Regions from separate parts of the Gossypium hirsutum genome. Here regions 2 and 3 are each linked to region 1. A link is a contact called in public Hi-C data. All regions are on one chromosome and are shown on one strand. Each heading gives the region's core, a stretch centred on a gene start, on an enhancer-like site or on the middle of the called end of the contact. The rest is flanking DNA. Distances are from core to core; before and after follow the strand shown. Region 1 holds the start of LOC107887423. Region 2 holds the start of LOC107887374 (NAC transcription factor 29-like). Region 3 holds the start of LOC107887261 (expansin-A15).

Evidence for each region. Hi-C and Micro-C count contacts between places; a contact is called where the count stands out from the background.
Region 2: a contact with region 1 is called in a Hi-C map of leaf, with 4 times the contacts expected there. The contact joins the promoter of LOC107887374 here to the promoter of LOC107887423 in region 1. A contact is called at or near these places in 13 of 34 Hi-C or Micro-C datasets (callus, hypocotyl, leaf and 2 more).
Region 3: a Hi-C map of hypocotyl shows a contact between it and region 1, with 5 times the contacts expected there. The contact joins the promoter of LOC107887261 here to the promoter of LOC107887423 in region 1. A contact is called at or near these places in 16 of 34 Hi-C or Micro-C datasets (anther, callus, fibers and 4 more).

What each region holds. Positions count from the first base shown.
Region 1 is chrA03:66,487,525-66,492,642 of Gossypium_hirsutum_v2.1, forward strand. It overlaps LOC107887423, which reads right to left and starts at 2,125. Exons shown (of 3, transcript NM_001326742.1): 1 at 1,660-2,125; 2 at 974-1,501; 3 at 363-667. The coding sequence starts at 2,125. The coding sequence ends at 363.
Region 2 is chrA03:67,148,102-67,153,219 of Gossypium_hirsutum_v2.1, forward strand. It overlaps LOC107887374 (NAC transcription factor 29-like), which reads right to left and starts at 2,176. Exons shown (of 3, transcript NM_001326739.1): 1 at 2,011-2,176; 2 at 1,621-1,901; 3 at 1,108-1,521. The coding sequence starts at 2,176. The coding sequence ends at 1,108.
Region 3 is chrA03:67,017,536-67,022,653 of Gossypium_hirsutum_v2.1, forward strand. It overlaps LOC107887261 (expansin-A15), which reads right to left and starts at 2,871. Exons shown (of 4, transcript XM_016811452.2): 1 at 2,717-2,871; 2 at 2,453-2,583; 3 at 2,053-2,365; 4 at 825-1,661. The coding sequence starts at 2,718. The coding sequence ends at 1,355. It overlaps LOC107887260 (agamous-like MADS-box protein AGL30), which reads left to right. Exons shown (of 12, transcript XM_016811451.2): 12 at 1-278.

The sequences.
Region 1 (5,118 bases), core at 875-3,374:
ATTCACCGGTGGCTCATCTGGTTCTATAACCATTGGAAATATTAGTCTTCATAAAGAGAATAAATAAAAGGAAAATAATAGAAAAGGCGGCATGCTTATTTGAGACATTAACTACAATATATGTTTTTTAAAACTTTGTTTTCTAAATTTTTGGAAAAGGTCTCAGGATCCAGGAGATGAGAAGGGAGGACCTAACAACGGAAAAAAATGGTTGGGGGGGAGGGGGATATGACACTGTTACAGAGATTATATCCACTGTCACCCATCTGAAGAAAACAGATCTTCTCTCTTTACCTCGTTGTCCTCTCAGTTATCTTTGGAGCTCTTCCACATTAAGGTGGAAAACCTGTCTATTGGTGACTTCATGTGGCTCCTACTCCAAGAAAGTCAATGAATGGCGGTAGAATAGTCTCATAGTGGCTGTAGTTACTGCTTCCTGCCACGGATGATGAAGGTTCAATGGCTGAAACTTGAGGTGTTATTGATGCTGTGGAATCTGTGTTACTTTGGGAGCTGAGGAACTCTGACTGTTGCATTGTCATCATGTGTGAAGGGTGCAGCTGCTGATGTTGACGCTGGGGATAGTAGCCACGGACTTGGGTTTCATCGATGGGCCTATCCCAAAATCTGGTCTGGCTGAACATGCCCATCATGTCATTGCTAAGATCTACAGATGTTGAGAAACCAGCATATTAACAAAGACCAAACGTAATGAATAGATTGTATTGGATTTAAAGCAGCAAAAAGGTAGATGAAAACAGTTACATCAGTCAATGTCTATAAAGCAAAAGAACAAATGAACACAAAAATCATGACACATTTGGTTCAGCTGTTGAAAGAAAAGTGAATCACAGAAGAATTGTGGTAAGAAATTCGAGGTAGGTTTCCAAAAATGAAAACAATGACAAACAGCACAGAAACCAAAACACACCAAAACGTATCATAAAAGAAGCTTAAGAGGAGAATCACACACCAGGGAAGAAATCAAAAGGTGGCGGTTGTGCTTGTGCACAAAACCCATTACGATAAGGGGCCTCGCTGCTTAGGATTGCTTCTCTCTCACTGGTCATGTGGGGTGAAACATTTGACCCACCATTAACCCCACCTGCATCACCACCGTTGAAGATCCCAAACTGATAGTGGGAGATAATGCCTAGTCGTCTATCCGAAATATTGAGACAGTAGGGGGCTGGTTCTGCCTTTGTTCCTGCATCTCTGCAGACAATGTTCGGAGTTTCTTCCATCTTTCTATAAACAGATTGACTCAGCTTCCGCCTCCTGTAGGCACTCGATTGTTCTCTATACTTCCTAGCCATGATCACATGCCAATGGTTCTTCACTGCATTATCAGTTCTTCCAGGGAACAGCCTCGCTATCATTGCCCACTTGTTACCGTAAAGTCTATGAGCTTGCATTAGTCTCTCTTCTTCTTCTTCGGTAAAAGCTCTTCTATTGATCCTAGGGTCCAACTGATTAAACCATCTCAGCCTGCAGCTCTTACCTTCAAACCCGAGAGACAAGAATCAGAACAAATGAACCTTGGCTTATAAGCACATTGATTCTAACACTAAGAATGTCACTAAAAGAGAGAATGTTTTAATGAAACAAAGATAGATAACACACTTTTTCTTTTTCCACTGTTTTTGGCCACTATTTTACCTGATCTTCCTTCCAACTTCTCTGCAATAAGGTTCCAGTTCTGAGGGCCGTAAAGAGCAACAAGTTCCTTCAGCTTAGTATCTTCTGCAGGCCTCCAGTGGCCTCTGGCACAAAGCTTTGACTGTCCACTGTCTGTTTCCTTGCCACTTACCGCATTCTCATTGGGGTTCTCTTCATTTAAGTTGGGATTGAGATTAATTGGCATATTATTATCTCCAAACCCATCACTGTAATCAGAGCCCTTACCCTCCACAGCATCAGAGCAGTGGTTTTCCTCAAAGCTCCTTGTTTTGCTGTTTTCCATGAAACGAAAACCCGAAGAAGCTCTTTCATTTTCCCGTGAGGAAGAAACAACAATACCATAGTTTGGTGCAAGAGAAAGACAACCCATGTCTGGATAAACCATCCCCATGGATGAAGAAGAGGAAGAAGGAGTAGCTGAAGAGTGACAGCTGAGCCTATTCATGTTGTCTGGTGCATATAAAACACACTCTTGTTACCCATGCCTTCATTTTCCTCATCTGACAAATGCTGTTATACAACTGTTACAAAGTCATCTTCATGCGCACATAAATATTAAACAAAAGGGAATACTAAAAAGGGGAAGGGATGGCTTGCATTGCATAGACTGAAAACGAGAAGCAAGTTTGACAAATAGTGAGAGAACTGGGAAAAGTGAAGTCAAGCCAAAAAGATTAAAACATGGAAACAGGAAAAACAGCAATTAAGGCATGTGTGTAAGGGAAACCTACACGGCTGGGGTTAAGAAAGGGACTAAAAAAAGGAGTGCTTGAAGTAGTTAACCACCCTGACTGACCCTTCCCCCCCTAGTTTAACTAGTTTTGGTGCCGTGGTGCGAATCCATGCTCTCATCTTAAAAGTAAACATGAAGCATTCATTTTTTAACTTGATACAATTATAGGTTAAATAGTTTTAGGTAAGGGATCATTTTTTTTTCTCTTATTTGAAAATTAAATAAAAATTTAAAGTTGTATATAAATATTGTTTTTATTTTAAAACCTTTTAACATTTGAAATTATTTTTGAAAATCTATAAGCCTTTGCCCCATGTTAGTAGTTTTTTAAGGGGCTGAATTTTTTGACAGCCAACAAAGTTAGTCTTTTTTAAGTTTGTATTTTATTATAACATACTTAAATTATATAATTTTTCACATCATAAACTAAAAAAAAAAGTGAAAAGGAAAAAATAAATTATTGGATAATTTAGATCCTAACTTGATTCAAGTTCCTATCATAGTTACACTTAATAGATATAAGGTCAAAAACTCATTTTTTTAATGTAAAAAATTAATGAATTACTGATTGAGTGAATAACAAGTATTGAATTAACATATTTAATAATTTAAATTTATTTTCATTTGTTTAATGATTCGCACCATTAAAATTTGCACTCTATTTGTGACTTCTTTTTTTTCATAAATCCAACATCACTCACACGTGTGTTGAGTAAAGTTTTTTATTTTCTTTTTTTCTTTTAATCTCTTTCACTGTCTTGTAGGCATTAGGATTCTTAGTCTGTCCCTCTCTTTATCAACAAGATAGACCTGATAATGTGATGTGTGTGTAAGTAAGGTGTAGACACCCTTTCTTTGAGAGAGCGTGAGACAAAGCGGCCCCTGCCAAAGTTAAAGCTACAAAAAAACCTACCCCTATCAAACATCAATGAATAGAAGAAGAAGGAAAGAAAGTAAATTTAACTTGAGGAATGGGTTAAATCTGGGTTTCAGTTAACCACCTGAAGTTGACCCAACAACCATACCCCCCAACCAAGAATTTTTTACCAGATACATGTCTCTTCCTTTCCCAACTAATTATAACAGTACAAACAAAGCATTGCCCATCTTAATGACTTATTAATCTCCAACTCCCCCACCTGTTCTTCTTCTTCTTCTTCTCCCTTTCATCTACCCTTCTTTATTAGGAACAAACACTTAACACTTGTTTATGCATATCATAATATCAAGATTCATGGCCGTCAGTCTTTTTATTACCCAAAAATATACATGCTCCGTCAACTAGTTATGGCTGAAAAGGTTTTGCATATATACATGATGTTGAGTAAATTTATTTGTCCATGTAATATTATGGAACCTGTATCTAGAAAAACAAATTTCCCTATTCTTGTTTTGATATTTCTACAAGGCTGAACAGTAAAAAGCACAAGTGAATGATGAAAGAAAATGGGGAAGAAATTTTAAGATGGAAACTGATGAGATTCAAGTTTCTAACTTTCTCTAAGATCACTAAAACCCACGTATAGAACAATACTTGCATTCCTGATAAATGAAGGTACATGTGCTTTTAGGAATATGAACTTAGTTTAAAAAATTATAAAAATATTCTAACTTTAATATTAATTATGAGAATAAATTGATTTTTACAGTAGAATTGGGTGTGTCATTTTTTTATACACACTGCCCTAAAAATCTCCTCAAAAAAATAATTTTTTGAGTGTCGCCTAACAAATTGATCACGTATAGAGGCAAAACATTTAATAACATGATGAAGTAATTATTCTTTTTAGATTCACTAAAAAAAGAGTCCGTGAGAGTATGAAGACATTTAATTAAATTTTTAGTCTGTTTACATGTTATGTTTGTCCAATTTTTAAATTAAATTTAAATAGCCCTTAAAAGATATTAGAATAACAAAAATATACATTTCTTATTTTTATTATTTTTTTAAATCAATAAACTTAAAAAATTATATAAAATGCTTATTTAAATTACACAATACGTCCCTCAAAAAATTTCCTCAAGCTTATCTAAATTCAATTATGCTAGAGGAGGAATTAAAAATTGAAAATGTTTAACTTTAGAAAAACTTGAGGAAATTTTTTGAGGGACATATTGGATAATTTAAATAAAAATTTTATATAGTTATCCAAATTTATTGTTTTTAAAAAATAAAAAAATGGAAAGGGTTTTTTTTTTGTAACTTTTATATATTTTAAGAGCTATTTAAATTTAATTTTAAAATTAGACAATCCAAATATGCAAATAGACCAAAAATTTAATTAAGTGCCGCTATACTATCATGCAACAATTTTTTTAGTAAATCTAAAAGGTTAATTACTTCATCAAGTTTTAAAACGTTTTATCTCTACATATTTTAGTTTAGTGTCATCAATTTGTTAGGCAATAAAAAAAAATTTTTGTTTTAAATTTTTAGGATGATATCACCTAAAAAAATAACGATACTTAACTCTACTGAAAAAATCAGATTATTCTCATAATTAATCTTTTAAGTTAAATATTTACATAATTTTTTAAAACTTATAAGATTACGTATATAAATAAAAAATCCTACATACATGTCACCGTGTCAGTAAAATGATGCATCATAAATTTCTAATATTATAGTATATCTGCTTGAAACTTTTTAAAAAGGGTTTAATAATTAACTCTCAAATCAAAAGGTTAATATAATGCAGAATCTT
Region 2 (5,118 bases), core at 926-3,425, 660 kb after region 1:
CCATTCTTGAGTATGACGGCTGAATAACCTATTCATTGCAAATATCAGCATCAAGTGCAGCACAAGGACAAATTTAGCCCTTGCATTTTTATATACAGAGCAATTCTAGACGCATCTTTGACCACCCCCAGCCACCAACTCCCCCATTTAATTGTTTTGTTTTGGATAAGTAAGTGATGCAAAGCAAGCCAGCTATCCCAAAAGTCTGCCAATAGTTTCTAACAACGGTCATGCCAATCTTGTTCCAATATTTTGTCATCTCCTCTGGTCTGTACCTATCCATCTCTAACCAATAATTAAATATCAAAATTGTTACTCATTAAATATCTTCTTTCTTCGCATCATCATTAGCGTCATCTATGCTTACATTCCAAATAAACTTGCTATTTTTGTAAACGATAAACATTATAGTAAACAACATTCTACACGTTCAAATAGGGATTAATATGATATATTTAAGATTTTATGTTTAACTTTGAAGAAAAATTTTCAAGTAACGATGAGATTTATTTATTTTATATGGCCATTTGTTTATTTATTTATTTATTTTTTATAATTAGAGGAGAAGAATGAAGTTACTTTAGATCAAACTCAGATTCTAATGCCTACAACATAATTCTCTTGTCATTAAATAAGTATTATATAAGTATTATGGAATTTGTAATTCCTTTAACCGGGTACCAAATAATAATACTTTCCACATTAATTTAATTGCACTTGTTTTTGTTTTGTTTGTTCTGTTGGTGAAGCCTTATTTCAGTCTATAATAGAAAGCAAATAACCCAGGGATTCGTACGAACAGAGTTAGGTTAAAGGAATGGGTTGTATTAAAAATAAAACATGTAGCCATAATCATCTGATTTGTAAGACTGTTTATTGTTTTGATCATAATCAATCAATATCCATTTAATAAAAATAGAATTGGCTTTCAATTTGATCATCATCGTTTTTGTCTTTTTGCAAATTTCAAGCAAATCATATTACAAAATTCATCATTTTAAAATATCTAATCTATCAGCTAACAGTTTTTACACACACATTTCTTTTTTCTTGTGAATAGACCAATCCAAAATTTTGTCAAGGTGAAAACAGTTCAGTGGAGATCTATTACTGAAATTGATACAGCATGGGATTCATATATACTTGCTGGTTTAAGAACCCACTCTCATTCACTTGAAGCTTCCCTGAATCAGTGTATTGGTAAGGTATTTCTTGTAGCTGAAGTTTCTCAACATGGTCACCTGTGGTATTACTGTCTATGGTGTTAGGGAAATAGTCAAAGCTGGAATTGTATGTATTTTCACCCAAAAGTTGGGAAATTGGACCCATGTAATCCAATTCCAGTAGTTGAGGAATCGAACTATTTGTCCTTGGGAATTTCAACATTTGTTGGGTTTCACTAGCATCATTGGAACACTGTGTCATGTGAATTGGGGCATTTGATTCTTCCACTTGTTGATCCAAACCTCTTCCCCCTGGGTTCTTCTTCTTGTAGATTCTGCAGAGGACCCAATCATCCAGCTGAAATTGTAAAACAAGCCCTGTTTCCACTCAGTTTACTTCTATCATCACAACAATACTTGGAAATATTATTAATGACCAAAAAGAAGACAAACTTACTCTCATGGATCCATTTTGCTTGGTGATTTGTTTACGTGAATCATTTAACCGATATTCATGCATAATCCAGTCAGTCTTGAGTCCCTTTGGTGGCTTGCCCTTGTAGAACACAAGAGCTTTCTTCACTCCAACATATTTGGAACCACTATAAATGGCTTTGTCCGTGCCCGTAGCCTTCCAATACCCTGACACCGTCGCCCTATTCGGTCGAACCCCATTCGGGTACTTCCTATCTCGAGGGCTAAAGAAGTACCATTCCTTTTCACCAAACTCTGCTTTATCTTCAACATCATATGCAGAAATAAAAAATAAAAAATAAAAACAGTATAGTCAGTACTCAGCAGCATAGCATAATAAAATAAGGGAAAATAAATTTATAAATAGACTAACCAGGCAATTGCCATGGATCAAATTTGTAGATATCAACTTCTGGGATAATTGAAACAGGGCATGGCTTTGATTTGGCCTGGTTTTTAAGGTAGAAGGTGATCAATTCTTCATCTGTAGGGTGGAATCTGAAACCTGGAGGAAGGTCAGAGCTGGTTTTTGTTTCCATTCTATTCAAAAAGAAGAAAAAGGGGATTTGAAAAGAAAGATGGTTTAAGGGTGAAGAGGGGCATAGGAAAAGAAGGGTGTTTGAAATGTTTGCAAGGAGAGGGCTACGCCTTTTATGGTTGCAGTATTCTTGTCGTATTATTGTGCGGGAAAATGGAGTGTGATTGGGTGATGCCTTGACTTTGAAGGAATTTAAACATCGTAAGAAGATCAACTGCCACAACCGGTGAGAACGTGGACAACACGTGCCGCTCTATCTACACAATTCCTTCATTACGCGCTCTTCTGCCTGCCTGCCTTCTTTCTACCTTACCCAATCAAATAACGAAAAGTCTTGTATTTCCTTTGGGATAATTATCCAATGAGATACTTGCACTTTGTATATATCCAATAATTTATCACTTTTTTTTTATATAACTAACGCAAACTCTAAAATGTTTAACTGCAAAGAAAATGTTTTTTATTTATTTATAATAGTATACTAATTTATTAAATAAATGGATTAATTTAATTTGATTTTATAGTGGAGTGAGGAGAGTGAATATAAAAACAATTGGGGAATGAGTCATGCAAAGGTGGTATGGAAAGGAGTTAAAAGAGCGACACGTAGTAGTGGGAAAAGTGGTAGAGTAGGATAAGTATGGTATAAATTTTTTAAAGGAAAGAAAGGTAGACCAAGGGATGGGAACAAGTAAAATAAGAAGAAGATTGTGGTTCTTATCTTAGCCACCTCACTAAATGACCCCTTATTTCGTGCTAATCCTTTACATATAAATATATACTAATTATCAATTTCTATTTTATACGTAAGAATTTCAAAGATAGAAACACCACGTGGCAAGTTGACCTTCATTAAACAGACTTTTAGAGTTTTGAGGTATATTCCTTAATTATTACGATTTATTCGACATGATTGAGTTGTACATAAAAAAGGATTCAATTCCTAGCAAACCAGCACTCATGATATTTTTACTCACTAACAGTGAAAGAGAAAAATGGAAGAATATGAGAGAAAATCCGACATTTTGTTTTACAACAAGTAGGAGAAGATACCGCAAGTATTACAACATTTTGCTAAAAAGCCCGACTCATTAAAAATGGAAGAATATGAGAAAAAAATCCCACATTTTGTTTTATAGCAAGTATGGAGAAGATACCGCAAGTATTACAACATTTTCTAAAAAGCCCGAATCATTCCTTATTTAGCAATACGAATATTCAAAATTCAGGGTTTCTTTTAACGAATATCCCATTTTATATCATTTCTCAAAATAGCAGGGAGGGCTGGATCCCCCAAGCACTGTGTTTTGAGCATGCTACTTAGGGGATTAGACCCTCCTCCATTCTTTTTATTTTTTATTTTTAAAACACATCCAACCAACTAACTATATTATTCAACATCTTCATCTTATCTAAATTATTCTTTGAAAAACATACGACCAAGTGTGTCATCTACCTCTCCCCTTATCTTCAGTAACTAGGAATTTTAGATTGGAGGTCAAAACTTTTAAACAAATAAAAAAATTTATATAAATTAATGCATAATTTTAGTAGATTTTTTAAAAATATTTTTCTATTTATGTTAAACATTTAGAACAAATTTATTTAAGCCTTCAATATATAAAATTTTTCATGAAGTCAACATATCACTAGTAATTTTTTTCATAAAAATAAACATCACTTAAATACTTTTTAGTGTCATGAGAATACAACATACCGGATTTTCAAATACAAAATTTACAATAATTATAATAGCAACAATACATTCTAAATAAATAAAAAATACTAATTTTTTAATCAATCCTAATTTTTTTATGCTCCGTTCGAGAACTTGGATTTAGATTTTAATTATTATATAAATAGTAAGAATAAGATGCATATATTATAGTCAAATTAGTTGAAAATTAATCCAATATATATTAGAAAAATATAAAAACGTGGATTTGTCTTAATAAATAGACCTCTAGCAAATCTATGTTTATGAGAAATGATTATGAATGTTACATTTCTAAATAGTTTGCTAGTCAATTTACATTATTTTTTAAATCTAAATTCTGAAAACCTAGTTTCCAAACGCTACTTCAAGGGTTTGTATTAATCAATCCTAATTTCTTTAAGGATTTGTATTAATCATCTTCCAAAAACTATTATACATTCATGATGTTAGGAGTCTCATATAAAATAAATAATCTCAAAATCATTCAATAAATAATAAAAAAAAACTAAATCTTGCATAAAAAATTTAATCTATCATAAGAAAGTCACAATATTAATTTTTTAGATATTAATCAATAAAACATGAAAAGAAAAAGATGAGTTGTTACCAAATTTGAAGAGCAACATGAAAGTATTGAAAGATTGAAAAATTATCTTGTAAAAATTCTAGAGACTAAGAGAATAAAAAAATAGAGAAAAAAGTGATGAATATGGGAAGAAAATAAAAGAAATTGTTGGGTTTTAGTAGCTCAGAGAGAGATGTTTATTTTTATATTAAATCATTTATTTTATAAAATAACTCTTTTTTTAAAAAATTGTGGGCCTTTTTCAATTTTTTGTGGGATCCTTTTTAAATTTTTATGTGAATTAATACATTAAATATATAAGAAATTGTAAAAAATATTACAAATAATATTTATTTTTTAATTTTTTGTGGGGTCAATTGACCCCATAAGCATCAACGTGGCTCCGCCACTATTTGTCTTCAATGGTTAGGTATTTTTGTAATACTCTATACCCGACTTAATCATCGGGTCTGGTACCAAATGCCATAACCCGAATAATTTAACAAAAACTCTAAACGGATTTATTTATAATTTGACACTGTCAAATTACAAAAATAAATACTTCAGCTATAATCCACATCATCCGAGAAATAAATTCTTTCAAATTTACTACCTTTTCAAATCTAGCAGTAGTTACAATTCTAAATTAAGACTTTAATAT
Region 3 (5,118 bases), core at 1,621-4,120, 530 kb after region 1:
GGATTTTGAGTTTCAATAATGTTGGTGTTCATACTTTGAAAGAAAAAGGCGTCTACATTCCATAAATCCCATGTTTATGAGCTCAATTTAATGCTATACTTGGGGCTTAACGCAAGGGGATGGATAGCATTTTCTGGCATCGTTGATCTCCAAAATGGTGGACATTAAAAGTCAATGCGTCAAACACTTACTTATAAAAGAAATTGAATTTTATATAATAAAAAGACCAAAAAAAAAATCACCCTCACTATAGTAAATAATTGATATTTTATTCAATATCTAACTGGATTTATGCCCAAATTAATTAAATATTTGATAGATAGAACAACCTAATTTCAACTCGGCCATTAAAAAAAATACAAGGTGGAATTGGATTTCGAAATACGTTGGAAAACCAGAATATTGCATGTTACCTGCAGAATCCTCGGATCCCAGCTCTCTAAATTATAGCATTACGAGCAATAAAGTGCATTGACCTGCTTTGCCCTTGGATTTGTGTTTTTTCTTACTTCCAACACTCAGGATCTAGGAGTTTTTCCATGCACCGCCCATTTTCATTCCAAGACCCCTATTAAATTCCAGAGTTGGTCCAATTTTGATTAACAGCCAGCGTCTACTGTTGGCTACAAAATTCCCTTAAACCTTCTCAATTGGTTTTTGATCCCCATTCACACTTGCTGCCGCTCCCATGTAAGGAAAACCAAAGAGGAAGGTTCTGAAATGATAAAATCTCCCGACTTTTCCTTGGGTTTTTTAGGATAATAATCATTTGGTAATTTTATAACAGCCCAAAGAATAAAAATGATAAACATGGAATCATATCATAATAAATCAAAGTTATAGTTTTGCATTGCAAAATTTACAAATTACACTCATACATATATGATAAAATCCAAGGAGATAATCACCCAGCAAAAGCTGATGAATTGAGCTTACAAGCAAAAACAATGCTTCTCAACATCCCAAACGGAGGAGAAAAAAAAACCAAAGGACCTACTAGGTTAACACTGCTGGCGGGTGGTAAAAGTCCCACCTCTGCCATCTCCTCCTGTTTTAACAAACAACAGAAGGAAAAGTGACCCTTAATACTTTTTTTTTTTTTTTAAAAAGGTAACTTAATTAGGACACCTACCCCATAATAAAACTAAAAACCCAAAATGATAAATGGGCTACTTTAAAATAAGCCCTTCACATTTTTGAGTGACCCGAAAGTCCCACTACAGGGCCCTATAGATATATAATATGCTAGCTATACTAAAAGTCAAGCTAGTTAAATACTACTTTGGATGCCTGGTATATTTATATAGTAATTATTAATTAAAACTTAAAAAGCCTAAGATAATAATGTGTTCCTCTAGCGGAATTGGCGGCCAGTGAAGGTCTGCCCAAAGGACCACCCAGCTGGGGCAACATTGCTGGAAACCACAGTACGGCCGTCGCTTGTTGTGACCTTAAATGAGAGGCTTTGTCCGTTGAGGTAGGTGTTGCTCTGCCAGTTCTGGCCCCAGTTCCTAGACATGGGCTGCCAACCAGTCCTGGAGCCCTTGATGGCCACCGCATGTACATCACCAGCACCGCCAACGTTGGTGATAAGAACTAGGTTGAAGTAGGAGTGGCCATTAATGGTGAACCTGATTCCTCCCTTTCTTCTGCATGGTACCCTACAAAGTAAAAAACCCAATGGTTAATAAAAGTAAGTGATATTACTGCGCGGTTACTACCCATTAAAGAAAGTAAAAGCAATGTATTTACCAGTGGAAATGACCAAAAGTGTCGTTTGTCTGTCTTGCAAAACAGAAACTGACCCTAAATATTACTCTAATAGGGAGAAAAGCAGGCCTCATATGCAGCCAAAACAATTAATTCCAACCCTTTTATAGTTAAGCTCATAAATTGACCTTTTTACTGCCTTAAAATAAGGTTTTTCATACATTACTAAAAGAATTGGAACACTAGACAAGTTAAATTTGAAAATTACTGAGTGGTTAGAGAAATAAATAGGCCTCTTTAGAAAGCCCATTTCACAGGGAAGCAGCAAAAGGCAAAACATACCTTCTGTAAGCAACAGGCACAATTCCAGCTCTGTATTGAGCAATATGCTGGAAAACAGGCTGAGAAAGGTCAAAGTGTTGCAGAGGAGGGTTGCACCAGCCCCCTGCATTATTAGGGAGAGCATTGTTTGGAGGGCAGAAATTGGTGGCTGTGACCACAAAGGAACCAGGCAGGCACCACTTTCCATCATCCATACACTTAATCTCATAGCAAGATCCACAACTCAGCCCATTGTTGAACAAAGCAGTGCTCAAAGCTGCAGTATTTGTCCCATAACCCTGGCTATACAGGTTTCCATAACCACAAGCCCCACCTAAAAAAGACCCAAGTTAAGAATTAGTGAAATAAGCCATCCAACCCAAACCGTTGTGCCTAAAAGATGGCTTCATTTGAAGCATACCCATTGTTCCTGAAGCATCACTCCCACCATAAAAGGTTGCATGTGCATTAGTCCAATCACCACTATATCCCTGAACACCAGAGACCATCGCGAGAAACCCCAACAGAAAGACCTTAGCAAAAGCCATTTTCCTGCGAACAAACAACAGAGTGAAGTTTGTTTAAGCACTTGCGAGTAAGAAACAATAAAAAAACTCAAAATGGTAACACTTTTTTTTCCTTCTTAAAAGCACTAAAACTAACATGAGATGGATAAGAAGATTACATGAAGAGGAAGAAGATTGGAAGAGTGAAAAAGAGAGGTAGGAGATGAGTGCAAGGCAGCTGAGTGAGGAAAAGGGGAAAAGGTGAAGGGGGGATTTATAGAAATTTTGGGGGATGGGCACCGTTGCAAGTTACAACTAAACCTAACTACCAAAGGGGACCAAGCCCTATTTGTTTATTCACAAATAGAAAATAGTTCATAGGTAAAAACACAAAGGCACATGGGGAGCTGCTGCAGGGTAAAGTTGAAAGTTGAAACCGCGTGGTTTTGTAGATTTCTGAATAGTAAATTGCCTTGAAAATCAAAATCTAAGAGCACGTTTGGTTCGCTGTATTGGATTAGAGGTGTATTGGATTAGAGGTGTAATGAAATAGAGATGTAATGAAATAGAAGTGTAATAGCAAATCAACTGTTTGGTTGAATGTAATGGAATAGAGGCGTAATAGTAATCTTATGTTTGGTTGAATGGAATAGAGGTATAATAGCATAATGGAAAAAACTAAAATGACTAGAATACCCTTAGCATAAATTTGTTTGGGTAAATAATTATTGTTATTGTTATTTAAATTTTAATAAGATTATTAATATCAATAATAGAGCATTTAATTATATTTAAACATAATAATTATTAAATATATTATAATTAAAATATATAATTTAATAAAATTCTTAATAATCAATATCTTATATGAATTTACTCAAATCATAATATATGATACTATAAAATATAATTTAACATAATTATTATTAAATATATTATAATTAAAATATATAATTTAGTAAAATTCTTAAAAATTAATATTCTTATATGAATTTACTCAAATCATAATATATGATACTATAAAAGATAATTTAACATAATTATTATTAAATATATTTTAATTAAAATATATAATTTAATAAAATTCTTAATAATCAAAATTCTTATATGAATTTACTAAAATCATAATATATGATACTATAAAATATAATTTAAATTAATTAATATTAAAAATATTTTAATTAAAATATATAATTTAATAAAATTCTTAATAATCAACATTCTTATATGAATTTACTAAAATCATAATATATGATACTATAAAATATAATTTGAAGTAATTAATATTAAAAATATTTTAATTAAAATATATGATTTAATAAAATTTAAAATAATTATAACTAATAAATTTTCTTATATGAATTTGTATAATTTAAAATAATTATTATTAAATATAATTTAATAATAATATATAATTTCATAAAATTCGTGATAATAAATTTTCTTATATGAATTTATACAATTTAAAATAATTAATATTAAATATAATTTAATAATAAAATGTTCTTATATGAATTTACTAAAATCAAAAAATAACTTGAGAATTATATTCTGCATAAACATAATTAACTTATATTAAGAAAAGGTTAGATGAAAATAAAATTCTACATCATAATTCATATGTTATATAGTTTTACAACATCATAACAAATTTTCTTATATGAATTTATACAATTTAAAAAGTTTGAAGTACGCAATTCTAAGGAAAAAGTGGAGGGGATGATATCACTTTCCTCTCTTTCTGGATTGCTATTTGTTAATGACAAATGCAACATCAGATTTCAGCTACTCCAACATAAATAGAACAGGGTAACAATTTTATAAGAAACCAAATCAAACAAATTTCCATAATTAACTCCAGTAGTTGATCTATAAGCCAGATCTCCTTCCAGGCATAAGAGTAAATTTCTAACGCCAATAACTAATTTAACTTTACAAATCCATTGGCATGAACTAATCAAATTTGTGTTAAAAATAGATACAGATTCGTTTTCTACAAAGATATACAGAAGCAATGCATTAAAGCAAGCCAGCCATTACTGAATACAACTGCCTCCAAGACTCAACAACCAAAAATACTAAGAAGGGGGAGAGCGAAGAACCACCACAGAGGAAATGAGGCAGTATCATGCATCTAGCAGCAACCACGAACAAGATTTTGTCTAAAACTTCTGCATGATGGGTAAAAAGATTCCTAAAAACCTGATTGTCAAGAAGGTGACATAGACCTCTGGAAGTTGTAATCTGAAAAGATTCTTATCATTTTATGAAAATAAGTGGTACCAAAGGTGTTTGAGGAAGAAGTGAGGTGTAAGTCAATTCATTCCATGTTTTCCCCTCAATGAAGGGAACAGATAAATCAATTGTGTGAAAAATACTTGAAAATATAAACTCCATATACTACCTTCTCTCCATATTTGATTCAGGAAGCATATAAGACACAACAAACATTACTTCAAGAAGCACCAAATACAGTTAACACAATCTCCAAACTATTCAAATATACAATATGGTTTTATTAACAGGATACTAAACCACTAGACCACTGCAAAAGAGCATGTATAATATGATCTTATTAAAA